2 separate regions of the Hordeum vulgare genome follow, and region 2 is linked to region 1. A link is a contact called in public Hi-C data. All regions are on one chromosome and are shown on one strand. The core of a region is the stretch at or near the end of the contact, and the rest is flanking DNA. Distances in the headings are between cores, read along the strand shown. Region 1 has its middle 28 kb from the start of LOC123425145. Region 2 has its middle 8.4 kb from the start of LOC123425145.

Region 1 (7,620 bases), core at 3,157-5,656:
CATCAGGTCTCGTACACACCATGGCATACATGATATAGCCTATGGTTGAAGCATAGGGGATGGTACTCATCTTTTCTCTATCTTCCGCCGTGGTCGGTCGTTGAGTCGCACTCAACCTCACACCTTGCAATTTCATCCCTGCAGGGGTGCACCACTTTTCCAAACATGTTTGATCAACTCTGGTCGGACACACTTTCCTGGGTCATGCCCGGCCTCGGAAGATCAACAAGTCGCAGCCCTACCTAGGCTCAACGGAGAGGCCAGCCCGTCGGTCTACCTCCTAAGCACGCACGGGTCTTGGACCAATCGCCCTTTGCGCTCTGGTACATTGCATGGGCGTCCGAGATTAGTCCTAACACATCTAATACAAGATCAATGGTTACACGAACCACTCGGGCGCGCGCCGCTGAAATGGTGATGTGTGAAGAGCTTTGGCTGATACAATGACGCTAAGTACCCATAACTTCTCCCACACGGAGTTAGTGCAAAAGAGGTCATCGACCAACTCAGATCAAATATCCAAATCCAATTAGCATTTTAATTAACTTGCGGTGACGATCAACAATCCATGATATGTGGTACCATCGCCCCTTCTCGAGGATGTGTGGCAAGGGCCAAGAATACCCGACTACGCCTCGTCACATCCACGCAGGTATCCATCCACGACACACCTTTCATCATGTTCCTAGTAGTAAGGTAAAGTAACCGTGTGGCTGTAACATCAGAGGGATCCGAGGTATCACCCTCGATGGATTCCGAACGATGTAACCGTCAAGGTGACCAGGGAGGAATCACCCTCGATGGTCCACGCTTGAGGGGTTGCATGACAGAGTCGTTATCGGAAGTGGTGAAGGCGGAATCACCCTCCGTAATCCACCGCCGGCTAACTACACTACAGAGCTAACATCAGGAGTACGTAATCAGGTGCCACTCTCGGTACTCGATAGTAGCTCTGTAACGTCGTACAACATGGGGGCGTGAAGTGATGTGACGGCTCTTGGCTCGTCGATCAGTTGATCGAGTCCTCGACGATAAAGCAGGGGCAATTCGGACTATGGGGTCAATGGGGATCACTGCTACACCTATACCGAGCATTTGATGTACAGTAGTGTATAATAGCAGTTTATCAAAAACAGGCTATGCATGAGAATAGGAGCTATCTACAACACTATAGCAAAAACTAATGCAAGCATTAGGGAGAATGAATGGGTGATATAGGAATGATAAAGGGGGGTTGCTTGCCTTGTTCCTTTACTGCAAAAGGCTGGTCGTCAGGAGGGTAGTCCTAACCCATAGCAGCATGAGCGTCAGCGTCTACCGGGGAGAAGAGGGGGAAGAAACAATAAATAAAACTAAGCACGCGCATCACGATGCATAGCATGGCAATATGGAGTGCTAGGAAAATATCTCACGATGCATAGCACTAACGGAGTACTACACGTCATGGACGGAGCAGGAAAATATCTCACGATATTTTCTAGGTCTCTAGCTACTACGGGACAAATGAATTCGATGGAAAAGTTCCATGTTCGTTATGCTAGGGGCATGTGACACACGAACGGATAGCGTATTCAGATTCTTCTCGTTTTTCTTAGCAACTTTCATGTATAAAGTATCTTCATCGAGTTACGGATTATTTTACATTAGTTTATAAAGTTTTGTTATTGTTCTGAAATTAAACGGATTTATTTTAATTCAAAAATGTAATTATGACATCATGCTCACATCATTAGTTAACGATCTAGTTTGACTAGTCAAACTCACCAGTGGGTCCCACTATCATAGACCCAGGTTTTTAACAGCTTTTAAATTAAACTAATTATGTTAATTAGTAGGGGGTCCCACATGTTAGTGTCTTAATTTACTAAGAGGATTAATAATCCTAATTAAGTTAACTAATTAACTTATTAATTAATTACTTAATTGATTAATTGATTTTATTATTGATTTTATTTTATTTTCTGTTATATTTTATTTTTATTTTTATTTGTTTTAAGGGGCTTGGCCTCATTTTTCATTCGGTGGGGGGAGGGGGATTAGCACCACTAGAGGGTTATCCTCACCGATTATCACGGACCGACCGGTCGAAGCCAACCGAGGCCGAGTCCATGGCCAAGGCTAGCCGAGGGGGCGGTGCGGGGAGAGGGGCAAACGGGCTGGTGGCACGTGGGCTGCGGCAGTGGGGCGAGGCCAGGCGCGACCGGCGTGCGGGAGCTGCGGCACCGCAGTCGCGGGGGTGCATCGCGGGGGGTACGGGGGAGGTACGGCGTGGCCGGGCACGGGTGTGTGGGCAACGCGGGGGTGCGGCGTGGGTATGTGGCTACGACACGAGGGGGCGCAACGGTGGCTCAGGCGCTGCGGGGGCTCGCTAGAGAGAGGCCGGATCGGGGTGGAAGATAGGGGGTGCTCACTTGTGGTCGTGAGAAGGGGGGCGACGAGACTCATAGGCGATGGCGGGGAGGAGACGAGGAAGATCGGCGGGGGGTGAGGGGGAGGGGCAATGACGGAGCGGCGTCGATTGGCTCGGGCCGAAGGGGCTGCAGGGGGTGGAGCTGTCGTCGAGGTCGGGCAGGGGAAGGTAGGGAGAGGGGGAAAAGAAACAAGGGTTAGAGGTGGCCGGCCCCTTATATAGGTTGGGGGTGAGGGGTGAATGGGTTGTTCTTCCCACTAGCTTGATAGTTGTTGTTGTAGGAGAACTCGGCATACCGGAGAGAATCCTCCCATTTCTTACCAAAAGAAATTATACAAGATCAAAGCATATCTTTTAGAATTTGGTTGACTCGTTCAACTTGTCCTTGGGATTGAGGGTGACATGCGGTGCTGAAGGACAAATGAGTTCCCATAGCCTTCTCGAAACTTTCCCAGAATTTTGAAGTGAACAAGCTGCCACGGCTAAGTTGATTACCAATGGAATATGGTGGAGTGAGAAAAAATCTGGACATATATAGATCTACCAACTACCTAGCAGTGATTGTTTCCTTGACGGCCATAAAATGTGCAACTTTGAACGGTCGGTCAATGACGACAAGAATAGTCGGTCAATGACGACAAGAATGGCATCATTATCTTTGTGTGATCTCGGAAACCAGTCACAAAGTCCATTTCAACATGGTCCCATTTCCATTCAGGAATAGAGATAGGTTGCGGAGTTCTAGGAGGCCTTTGATGTTCTGCTTTGACCCTACGACAAATATCACATTCTACAACATAGCGTGCAATGTCTTATTTCATGTTTGACCACCAGAATCTTTGATGGATGTCTTGGTACATCTTGGTAGTACCCGGATGAATAGACATCGGTGTATCATAAGCTTCTTTCATCACCCTTCCCGTCATACTTAGGTTGCCCTCTTACTAGGTACGCATAGACGACCCTTCAAGTACAAGGCGCCATCATCAGCAAGAGTGAAGCAAGAGGGTTTACCTCCTGCAAGGTAGCCTTTAATATTATCTACTTCAGTGTCAAAGATTTGAATAGTTTTGATGCAACTCATGAGATCAGGTTCAGCAACCAGGTTACTGAGGGAACCCTAATTAACAACATGGAGGTTCATCTTGCGAAACTCTTTAGGAGGGGGAACAAGATAACCCCGAGGAATAATATGAAGTTTCAACTTACAGGATTCTTCTTAAATACGGGCATGAACCTTATGAACCTGGAGGTGGTTGCAGTATGACTTGCACCTCAAGGCATCAACCATTACATTAGCATTTCCATGTGTATAAGAAATATCCAAATTGAAACGTCCTATGTGATAACACACAAGTATATGGGATCGCAATAGTTTTCGAGGGTAGAGTAGTCAACACAAATTTATAGAATCGACACAAGGGGAGCCAAAGAATATTTGCACGTATTAACAGCTGAGTTTTCAATTCAACCACACTTGGAGATTTAGTATTTGCAGCACAGTGATCAGTAGCAGACTAATATGATAGTTTTGATAGAAGCGATAACAGTAGCAACAGTAACGGTAACACTGATAGCAGTTTTGTAGGAGTTGTAGCAGCAGTAGCAACAATAGTAACTTAGCAAGAACAATGTGTGGAAACTCGTAGGCACTGTATCGGAGATATTGCTGGATAATATTCATCATGTATGAGTCATAACATAGGGATACACAGAACTATCTCTCGTTCATCGATATAATGTAGGCATGTATTCCGTACATAGTTATACAGGCTCATGGAAAAAAAATTACATGACATCTTTTCTCCTACCCTTCCGTGACAGCGAGGTCCATAAAAAAATAAGATATATTAAGGCCTCCTTTTAATAAAGAATCAGAACAAAGCAAGGTGTCGCCGTCCATCCAGTCGTGGAACATGGTGTGGCAGCGGTCAGGTCCGCCGCCACCTGCTCCGGGTGGTTCAAAATCCCTCGGATCTGAGGTGGGGAACAGATGGGAGATGGCGACGGTCCGTGCTCAAGGCCCGTGCTCAAGGATGGAGCTCCAAGGATTGGACGGCTCCTACGATAGCGCCCAAGGGAGGGGTGCCAGCTCCTCCGCCTACTTCTTCGTCCGTGTCAAACATCAAGAGCAATGTTAGTGACCTCTGCCACAACTTTAACCTCACAGGTCATTTGGCTCCTCGTTGCCCTACTGTTAGATGCGAAAAATGTGCCAAGCTTGGTCATATGGCCCAACTTTGTCAAACTTTGAGGTCTTGGGAGTGCATTCCTTTTTTGTGTGGTTTTCAATCTCCTGGTCAAGGTTTTCTCTACATCCATGTTCTATGTGTGGCTAAGCAAGCATCTGAAAAACTAATTTTGTGTTGATCTCTATTGTGGAGGGGGAGGCCACAACTGAAGAAATTGAAACTAAATTTAATGGTTTTTTTGCCCAAAAACCTGAAAAGAAGAGATGGCGTTGTACTTCCCGGCCTATCAACTCTACTCAATTTGAGATTCGATTTCCTAATTCTAGAGAAGTTGAGAGAGCTTGTTGTTATGGTAAACGGCTTCCTTTGAAAGATGGGTCGGCAATTTTTTGTATTACCCCCTGGTCTGCCTCTGTTGGGGCTAAGGGTGAGATGCAAAAGGCCTGGGTGAGGGTTCGAAATGTCCGCTTGAAAAAAGATGCACTCAACATGTTTCATATGTTGGGGGCCTCGTTGGTATGACCCTAGAGGTGCATGTTGCAACCTTACATAAACCTGTATATGTTAGAATTCTATCGGGGTGTAGGGACATGGAGAAAGTACCTCCATGTGCTGAGGGGATGTTGGGTGAACAGTTTTCTGACTTCTTTTATGAGGTTGAGAAAATTGTGGCTCGTGGCCATGGAAAAAATCAGTCCTCTACTGCTGTGGACAGGAGTTCTTCTCCAACATTTCCTAAGAGATCTAGTTTGTATCATATCCTGGCCAAATTACTGGACAGGGAGACACAAGTGCATCTGTGGTTGTGAACTCTTCTTCCCAGACCTATGACAAGAGCTTGCAACTGGCTAATTCTAAAACTGAAGAAGGTGAGGAGAGTGAGGAAAATCATACTGAACTGCTTACTGAAATCCTATCTAAGGAGCAGGCAGCTGGTACCTATCATGGTAATGCTTCTTCTATGGTAAATACTAGCTCAGAGGGCAGTCCTGATGAGGTGGGCACTGGATTTTCAATGGACGTATCTCCTGCTACTATTGTTAGTGTGGACAAAGGTGCTTGGGCCACTATTCAAACCCATGTCCCCCCTTTCCCGAACTTCATATATCATTCTGATGTTCCCTGCAGGAGGGTGGGGGGCTTCCCTCCTTTATCAGTTATGTGGTATGGCCTGAGCTGCCTAGGGTTGTGGAGCTTGAGGAAGGTGCTTATGAAGGATGTGAGGTTCAGAGTGAATACACTCTTGAGTCGCCCACTAGGTCACCTATTAATGATCCCGTGGTCTCAGAGCTATTCAGTACTACTCAGCGCATTCAGTTCCATAAGTTGTCTCGTGTTGAGGAACAAGCTGCTAACTTGCTAAAGAAACGCAACTTGGAAGGCATGGATCCTCAACTACGCAACAATCAATTTTCTGTTCTACATAATTCTGCCATTATGTTACGTTCTTCCCTCATGTGAGTTTAAATTCCTGCTGATAACTTTGCTACTATTGATGTTTTGCGTGAATTAGAATTATCTAGGCAATTGCTTCGCGAGAAAAAATATGATAGTGACCTCACTAATCTCATTGTTAATGACAGGTTGGGCAATGATATCCCTGTGTCTTTAACTTAGACAATAGTAATAGGGAGGATGGTGAACCTTTTATCCTGGTTCAATCTAGACAGAAAAAGAAGAAGACTCCTTGCAAAAAGTAACTATATCGTCCCCTAAGGCAGCTAGTAGACCTAAGACTAGATGCCAGAAGATAGGGGAAGAGGGTGGGTCTGCTCTGAATCTTGGCAGTCCCACCAGGGTGCGAGACAGACCTAAGCGATATAAATGACATGGCTCTTCTGGAATTGCGGCGGGAGGGTAAGAAAGGCATGTCTACCTGTCTCACTAATATCATGAATGCCCATGATGTTGACTTTATTGGTCTTCAAGTGAGCATTAAAAAATAGTACAAACCTTCTTTCTTAAGGAAGCTTGACTCGTATAAAAAATTCCATTGGGATTAGATTCCTTCCCAAGGTAAATCTGGAGGTATACTATGCGGTATAAACCTAGATAGATGTAAATTTGAGGTCATTACTTCTAGCCATGGTAAATATATTCTCCAAATTAACCTCTTGGACAACAATAAAAAAAGAGAATGGGCCCTGATGGTGGTGTATGGATCCACTCATGATGAACACAAACATGAATTCCTTGCAGAAATGTCCTCCTTTTGCCATAAGACCAAGATCCCTTATCTAATAGGTGGGGACTTCAATATCCTGCGCTACAGTGGTGAAAAAAATAAAAATAAAACCCTTATATCACTTCTCGGATGTGTTAATTCTGTCATTCACTTGTTGGGTTTGAGTGAGATCTTCATGTCCAGGGATGTTTCACTTGGTCCAAGAAGCAAGAGAAAGCAACCTTACAAAATTTAAACGTGTGTTGATGTCTGCTGACTCGGAGGGTCTTTATCCTATCGTCTGTGTCCAAAAATTAGTAAAGGATATCTTACACCATAATCCTGTGTTGCTTGATGGAGGGCTGCTAAATCTAGAACACCAGTGAACGTGTGCTTCAGATTTGATGTAGCCTCACCGAATAGTCCGAAATTCCTTCCTATTGTCTCTGATATATGGACTAAACCAGTTTACACTGACGACCCCATCGACATCCTGAATATTAAGTTCAAAATTTTTAAGGGTTGGGTCCAATATCTTTGGACACAAAAAAATCCTCGTAGAATTGCATAACATGTATGAGGAGCAGGAACTAATCTGGCATCAACAGTCTCATGAGAGATGGCTGTTGAAAGGAGACAATAATACTAATTTGTTTCATAAAAGCTAATGGGCGTCGTAGGAAAAACTCTATGATTTCGCTAGAGTGTGGTACAACGATTGTGGAAGGGACCAAAAATTTAGTGACTCATGCCACGGATTACTATAAAGGGCTATATGGCCAGCCCCACGAAATATATGTAAAATTGATAAAGAGTTGTGGTCCGAGGATGAAACCCTTTCTCCTGGTGACATT
Region 2 (7,620 bases), core at 2,365-4,864, 36 kb after region 1:
TACGACTTGTGTTGTTTCTAACAGGTGGGCCTCCGAGTGTTATTTTGTATGAAAAAATAAAAAAAAACTATTCTTTTGCAAAAAAAAAGGCAGCCCAAACAACGTGTCCAAGTGTCTAGATTAAATATGGTAATGAAATAAGGCCATCTCCAACATGCGACTCCATCCTATCTGCCCGCGTCTGTTTGGGCCAAAACAAACAGATGACGCGGCCCAACGCACAGCCGCATCCTCAAATTATGTGTGTTCGATGTTCGGTTCGCCCCATTTTCTACGAAAACATGCACTTGCTTTGCGTTCACAGGAACGCCGAACAGACGGGCACGCGCCTGCAGGTCGTCTGCCTCGCTGACGCATGGCAGCTGCCCAACTACTTCAACCACCCAACTTAAATGCGCACACGTGGCGGGCCTCGGCTGTCAGCCACACATCATGCGGTCGATGTCCAAGCAAACCCTCGGCCTCCCCCTCTCCACCCCTCTCCACCGGCGACAATGGTGGGGTGGTTCCCTGGCCACAAGACGAGGCACGACCACGAGGCATGCTCGTCGTCCGATCACCATCACCGTTCTCACACCCCACCTCCACCTCCGACTCCACATTCACCTCCACCGCCCGCCTTTCATATCGCACTCGGCAGCGCCCCACCTCGCCGGCGGCCGTACGTCAAGGCAGAGGTGTGCTAGCGGTACTGGAAGACGTGCACGCCCTTGCCGTGGGGAGACGTGCATGCCTGTCCCGCCGGTGTCGGTGAGCTGTCGCGCCCGTCGGGAGGAGATCCATCATCGCCGCGCCCACCTGCCTCGGGACCGAATCCACGACTAGAGGTATGTCGTAGACTCGCCGCTCTGGGATACATGGTTCCGCGACGAGCACGACATCTGGCGGCAGTCCTATTTTGCAGGCCGAACGGCGAGCACGCGTCGCCCGTGCGCTGACCGCCGCATGCCCGCTCCCAGCGTGCCCCAGGTACGCAGCCGCAGGCAGGTTCGCGGCCTCACCCATCGTCGTCGTCGTCTCCCTCCCTACCCCTGAGCTAATGTCGGCCGCCGTGCAGGAGGAGCTCGAGAGGATGGTGTTGGAGGAGTCCCTCCACACCCACGACGAGCGCCAATGGGAGGGCCTCGAGGAGATGTTGCCCTCTCCACGGCCGGCACGTCGCCTTCCCCGAGCTCGACGCGTATGTGAAGGAGGAGGCCATGGAGGACGCGCGACCAGAGGTGGCGAAGGAGGAGGCGTCGGGACGGAATTCGGCATTGGTCGGGCAGTCCTGGACGTGGACGGAGACCGTGCCGTGCACGCCCGAGGTGGACGTCGTCCACTGTTCACCATCCCCACTGCGCGAAGAGGTGGTGCGAGACGTTTTAATTTTTTTTATTATCTTGTTTATATTAATGTCGAACTTGGATAATGTGGGCGTTTTAATGCGTGTATTTAATATTTTTTAGGTTGTTTTTAATGTTTAATTTGGGGTTTTGGGAATTTATTTTTGAGTCCAAACAAACGGACCGTTTGGGCTGCAGCCGGCACGTTGGACGCACCGACATCCGCACGACCGCAAGGCGACGGGCGTGTCCATTTTCCTGTCCCAGAAAAACAAAAAGTGGACGAACCGGACGTCCGTTCCATTTGGGGTCGCGTGTTGGAGTTGGCCTAACCTCATACATTACATCTACAAAAGGGACAGATCTTCACAACCACACACTCACTTGGTCAGACCAATAGTTTAGAGCATCTCCAGCCGGTCGGCCCCCGAGGGGCCTGAAATAGCGCCGCATGGGGATTCGCCGGCGCTAATAACGGCATGGGGGGTTTGGGTTCCCAGACGCCCACCCAAGGGCGCCCTCCAGCCGCCGCTTTCGGCCCAGATTCAGCGCAAGATTGGCCCACTTTTGACCCATATTCAGCATTCTTCAGCATAAATTGAACAACAATAGTTATTTTTTATCACATAGTTCATCAGAGAAATCAATACAAATCAAAAAATAGTTTAACAAGTCAATACAAATCAAAAATCGAAGTAGGTGTTGCCCATCAGCCTCCATAGGTGCTCCACCAAATCGTGTTGCAGTTGACGATGCACCTGTGGGTCTCGGATCTCCTGACGCATGTTGAGGAAGGCAGTCCAGGTTGTCAGTAGCTGGTGATCAACTTGGGCAGGAGGACCTTGCATGTAATATGGTTCAGTGTCAAACACTGGCCCCTCCTGCTCGCTCTCAATGATCATGTTGTGCAATACAACACAGCAAGTCATGACTTCCCATATTTGATATTTTGACCAGGTCTGAGCGGGGTACCGAGCAACAGCAAAACGAGATTGAAGCGCATCAAATACCCGCTCGACATCCTTCCTACAAGCTTCTTGACGCTTGGCAAAATAGGAGTGCCTAATCCAAAGGTCATGTGTGGCCACTACCTCAAGTGTGGTGTACCACACTGCAACATCCTTTGGCGTCTTTGTACATCCCTTGCTAAGAAAATGGACATTTTTTTTCATTTTCAATGCATGCAGTCCATACTTCCAAGCATCCCAAGAAATCCTCTTTCTGCATTCTGTACTTGGATCCGAGCAGTGTCTTCAGTATTGGGTGATCGTAGATATTGGGGTCCAAAAACTGCCACCACTGCCCTGCAGAACTTGTAAAAACACTCAATGGTGGTGGACTCAGCCATGCGTCCATAGTCGTTCAGAATATCACCGGGAGATCCGTACGCAAGCATCCTCATAGCTGTCGTGCATTTCTGGAGCGAGGTGGATCCAAGTGTGCTGGTGCAACCCTTTTTACACTTGGAGTAGCTGTCGAACTCCCTGATGAAATTCACAATTCTGAGGAAGAGCTTCCGGCTCATACGATAACGGCGCCGGAATACTTTATCGCCGTGCAGAGGTGCGTCTGCGAAGTAGTTGGCGTAGAGCAAGCAATAGCCTTCCAGTCGATGCCTCTGCTTTGTCTTCAGTCGGCCCGGCGCCGAGCCACCTCGCTGTGGCTTTGCGTTGCTCGCGAACAGGCAGGTCAGAGAGGCGAGGACCACGAGGTGCTCTTCATCCTAGGCGTCGGCATCGACTTCCTCATCCAGTAGCGTCGTGAACGCCTCCTCGTCATCGGAGTCCATCGTCCTGGCAAATAGCCGAACACCTGGCGGGTGTGGCGGCCGCGTACATGCCCGAAGCGCCGGGAAAACTCGCCAAGAAGCGGGGCGCGGGGTAGCGGGCGAAGCCACGGCGAACCCTACGTCCGTCGATGGGGAGATGGCCTTTGTTGCGGCAGTAGCCAGGTGGGCGGTGCCGGAATCGACACGGTGGCGAAAGATCTGGTGCGCGAGGGACGGTTTCGGAGAAGAAAGGGCCTTTTTTCTTCTGACAAGGGACCCGACGCGTCGTTTTTCCTTCCGCTGGCTTCCCCGGGCGTCCCCCAACGTGCTGGGTTCGGGTTAGGACCGTCGGGGAAAATTTTGACCCTAACCCACGGAAAACCGGTCCCTAAAGGTGTGACTGGGCCGTTTTTCCCTCGCCAGCAAAAAAAATGACCTGAGAAAGGCTTGTTGAGAGCATGGTTGGAGATGCTTCACAACCACAGAGTTACTTGGTCAGACCAATAGTTTAGAAGGTGCGGCCTCTGCCGTTGGCATCTTCGCCATGGTGGCACGGTGGCGACAGTCCCGCTACCGAAGGTGTCAGGGAGCATGTTCCCTCTCTCATTCATGGTCGACCGGTCGTTGGGAGTGGCAGCGGTTGATTCATCAGTGGTGTTTGTATCCTGCATCTCTGTATAATCGTGTACTTTTAGTCTAAGAATGGACTGGAATATTCTTTTTTCAACAATCATGTTCCTCTGTTCAGAGGGAGTATTACTTAAGGAGCCATCAAGACAAGTTGTTACACAGAGGCGCTAGAGAGCGAAGGCAAGGTATTGCCGCCAGGATACAGCCGCAGTCTTTTGTATATGCTTGGAAAATCCAAAACACTAAAGGGTAAAATCAGCTACAATTTTTGTGATAGTGAGATAGTGACTGACGGCTTCTCAAGGTGGAGGCATTCTGCGAGAACCACACCTTCCAAAGAATAAAGATGGCGACATCCGGCCACACCTCAGTATCGAGTCCCATAGGCGTCCTGACGTCCTAGATGTCGACGATGGAGGAGGGTGGTTATGGTCCAAGTAGAAGCCACACCACAAGAAAATGCAGGCATGTGAGGAAGATATGAGTAGCATCCTCCCAAGGGGCCCGGCACCTGGGACAGTCGCTGGAGTCGGAGATGTTCTTGTTGAGCTTGAAGAGCAGCCAGCCAACCATCCCGAGCTTGACGGGGATCCCGAGCGGACAGGATAAGGTCGCGTGGTGGAGTTGGCCTTAAGCCCAAGGGGCGGAATGCAGCGGTGGGGTAACTCCGGCGCTCGGCTCGCGGCAGTTAGGCGTCGGACTCGCGAGTGCTGCAGTGGCAGTGACGAGTGTGGTGGCACGGCTGGGCGGCTTGTTCTACCGGCGTGGAGGTGTCTTGGTGATTCCCATGGACACGGTGGGCTGCACTTGCTCCCAAATTTGGTTGGTGGTCTCCAATAGGATGTTCTGCTTCTCTGCGTGTTTGACGCCCGCGGGATCCCATTCGTATTGTACATTATGTTTATGTTTATGATCTATCATACCACACGGCATGACACGTGTGCTGGACTAGACGCACAGACTTGTGTGTCAAAAGGAAACATTTATGCTATTCAATGAGGACATCGGTTTTTCTCATATCAATAAAAAAAATCAAAAGCCCTCCATTCGAAAAGAACTTTCAAATTAAGCATGTTCAGGTTTGAGCAATTTCAGGATAGATGACCGATCGAAAAGTTATTTATGAATGCACATGAATGAAAACAAATCATCACCAACATGTGTGTCTAGGGTGTTACAAATCTTCAATGATACCTCCGCTACCACCGACAGGGGCAAGCGCATGGCTCTCCGACTAAGCTCGGCATTAGTCGAGGCGGCCCGCCAGCCCTATACACAGTGCAGGATGTAACGGAATGACTCTTCTGAAAGCTCCTGGCGACGATCGGGCATGCTGTCATGCCCTTGCGTCCTTCCAACGCTGGAAGGACAACAACACGGCCGGCAATTGAGGTGCCATAGGCCAACACGACCAGACGCACGAGGTACAAGTTAATTTAGCTTCTTTTAGATTTAAATTGAATGGACAAATATCATCCGGTTTGTGTAAAATATATCAAACTTTCGTTGTGTTTGCATGAGTTATGTTTGACTATACTTTGTATAGTGCATGGAGGTTTACGGTAAGTGTTGAACAGCCGGATGATTCCAGGACAAATACTACCCAGAAGCAGAGTGATACGTATATTATACAACCGGGTTTCGATTCTACCTAGAGGCAGGTCAAACTCAGGCCCTGTTTGGTTTCAATAAATCACGTCACTTATAAGTCAGGTGACTTAAAACCAGTGACTTATAAGTTACATCTGTTTGGTTGTCATCTGACTTATAAGTCACATTTTCATGCAAAAGTGAATGACTTATAAGTTTTAAGTTGGGGTAGAGCAACTAATGACTTATAAGTTGATGTGACTTATAAGTTGGATCTGTTTGGTAAAATAAGTCATTTTTTACACTTTTCAACTTATAAGTTGGTGACTTATTTGGAACCAAATAGGACCTCAGATGTCTCATCGCACATCTCTTTCTAATAATAAAGCGTTGACTGCTTTTTTTCATCCGTTATGCTATCTTTACAAAAAAGCCTCTGACATTTTCCGAAATCAACCAACAGTCCGGATTTAAGTCAGAAAACGAATCTTTTTTTTTAAACCTCATAATGTTTCAGGTAAGCAACCTGCCCTTCGTAGTCAACTGAAACCGAAACGTTTTTTCGTTTTAATAAAAAAACTGACTTTTCAGTTAATCAATCCACATTTTATCTAAAACAAAATTATCCATATCTTTTAAAACATAACTTTAATTTTAATATGTTATATATGAATTTGATTAAAAAATGTGTAGAATCTAAATAGGATGTTATTTTTAACTGTTGAATATTTCTTAAATATTATTTTTGATGCAAACTTAATTTGTAGTGCATGATCCTTTTTTCTCTCTTTCCGGCGACAAACGAATTGCAATAAATATCCATTAAATTAAAACCAAATTAAGAAAAAAAAACACCGTTAACCATACATGCACACCTTTGAAAACCTTATGGAGAGAAACAACATATTTCTCATCTTATTCCGAGTGACTGTACATTCAAACGCGTTTTTGTTGTGTGAACACTAAAAACATTGTCGGCAACATAAATGTGATGACATGTGAAAATATATTGTGTTCAGACCGCGCAAACGTGCGGGCTATTTTGCTAGTCTTTACCTAATAATAAAGAGGCTATCGCTTCCGTCGGAAAACCCACCGAGGTGATTTTACAAAAAAAGCTCTTACTGTTTATGACATTAAACTTGTAGTATATATTAAATATTTTTTTAAATACTCATATCTTTTAAACCGTAACTTCAAATTTAACATATTATACATGAAATTTGATTAGAAAAATATGTAGAATTTAAATATGATATTATTTTATCTGTTAAACGTTTAATAAAAATACTATCTAGGGTGCAATATTAATAAATAAGTCATTATTCGTCTTTCTTTTATACCGGTACTCATCCGGGTTGGGAATGAACACGTCAACAAAATCAGGATTAGAGATGAAACTGAAGGTCACTTGACTAATTCTTTGTACGTATTAAATCTACATGCAAGCCATATTAAAATAGAAGACCTGTAAAATTTTGAACTGCATTTTTGTAGGATAAGACCATCTTTATTTGTATCGTAACTATAAATTCTTAAATTATAGACATTTTTTATAAATTAAGAGCGTGTGTCGTGTGGTACTTCTTTCTCCCGTTGCAACGCATGGGCCCTTTTGCTATCTATACCTAATATAAGAGGCTATCGCTTCCATCGGAAAACCCACCGCGGCATTTTTATGAAAAAAACCTATATTTTTTGTTATTCAACCAGCGCTTCATTATTTATCTACAATGCAAAAGAAAAAACAATTCGCTGTAAAAATTATACCCGTACGCATCGCCTCCTCCCGTCGACCCTGGGCCACCCTGGCCTGTGCCCAGGCCGCCGCCACACCAATCGCCGTCGTGGCCGACCTCAACCGCCACCGCTGCCGATCTCAACCCACCCGCCTCCGCGGACGTACCTCTCCCCGCTCACTGCCCTCGTTGCGGCGCTCGAGCGCATCGCGTCGACCCTGGTCCATCCTGGCCTGTGCCCAGGCCGCTGCCACACCACTCGCCGCCGCGGCCGACCTTAACCACCACTGTTGTCGATCTCAACCCACCCGCCTCCGCGACCGTACCTCTACCCGCTTGCTGCCCCCGTTTCGGCGCTCGAGCACAGCTTCTGGATCAAATCAACGCGACAGCTAGAGTGACTGGGGATGATGCGTCTGCTGGATGCAGAACGGCGGTGGCGCGCAAATAAGGCGTGGCGGAGTGAAGTACTTGCTGGTGGAGGCGGCCTCTATGGCTCACACGGGGAACTCCGAGGTTTTGGCGCGGCAACGGCGACTCCTTATGGTCAGATAGAGGCGCCTAACCC

What was found. A called contact is a pair of places that touch in the nucleus more often than the background predicts.
Region 2: a contact with region 1 is called in a Hi-C map of leaf, with 2.8 times the contacts expected there. The contact joins two enhancer-like sites. A contact is called at or near these places in 2 of 6 Hi-C or Micro-C datasets (both in leaf).

The regions. Positions count from the first base shown.
Region 1 is chr2H:27,371,320-27,378,939 of MorexV3_pseudomolecules_assembly, forward strand. No RefSeq gene overlaps it. Among protein-coding and RNA genes, the nearest start is that of LOC123425145, 28 kb to the right of the region's middle. Within about 2 kb of position 4,407, at least 1 of the 3 cell types and tissues checked has open chromatin away from gene starts, as enhancers often do. A contact at or near this core is called in leaf, where this site is marked.
Region 2 is chr2H:27,408,242-27,415,861 of MorexV3_pseudomolecules_assembly, forward strand. No RefSeq gene overlaps it. Among protein-coding and RNA genes, the nearest start is that of LOC123425145, 8.4 kb to the left of the region's middle. Within about 2 kb of position 3,615, at least 1 of the 3 cell types and tissues checked has open chromatin away from gene starts, as enhancers often do. A contact at or near this core is called in leaf, where this site is marked.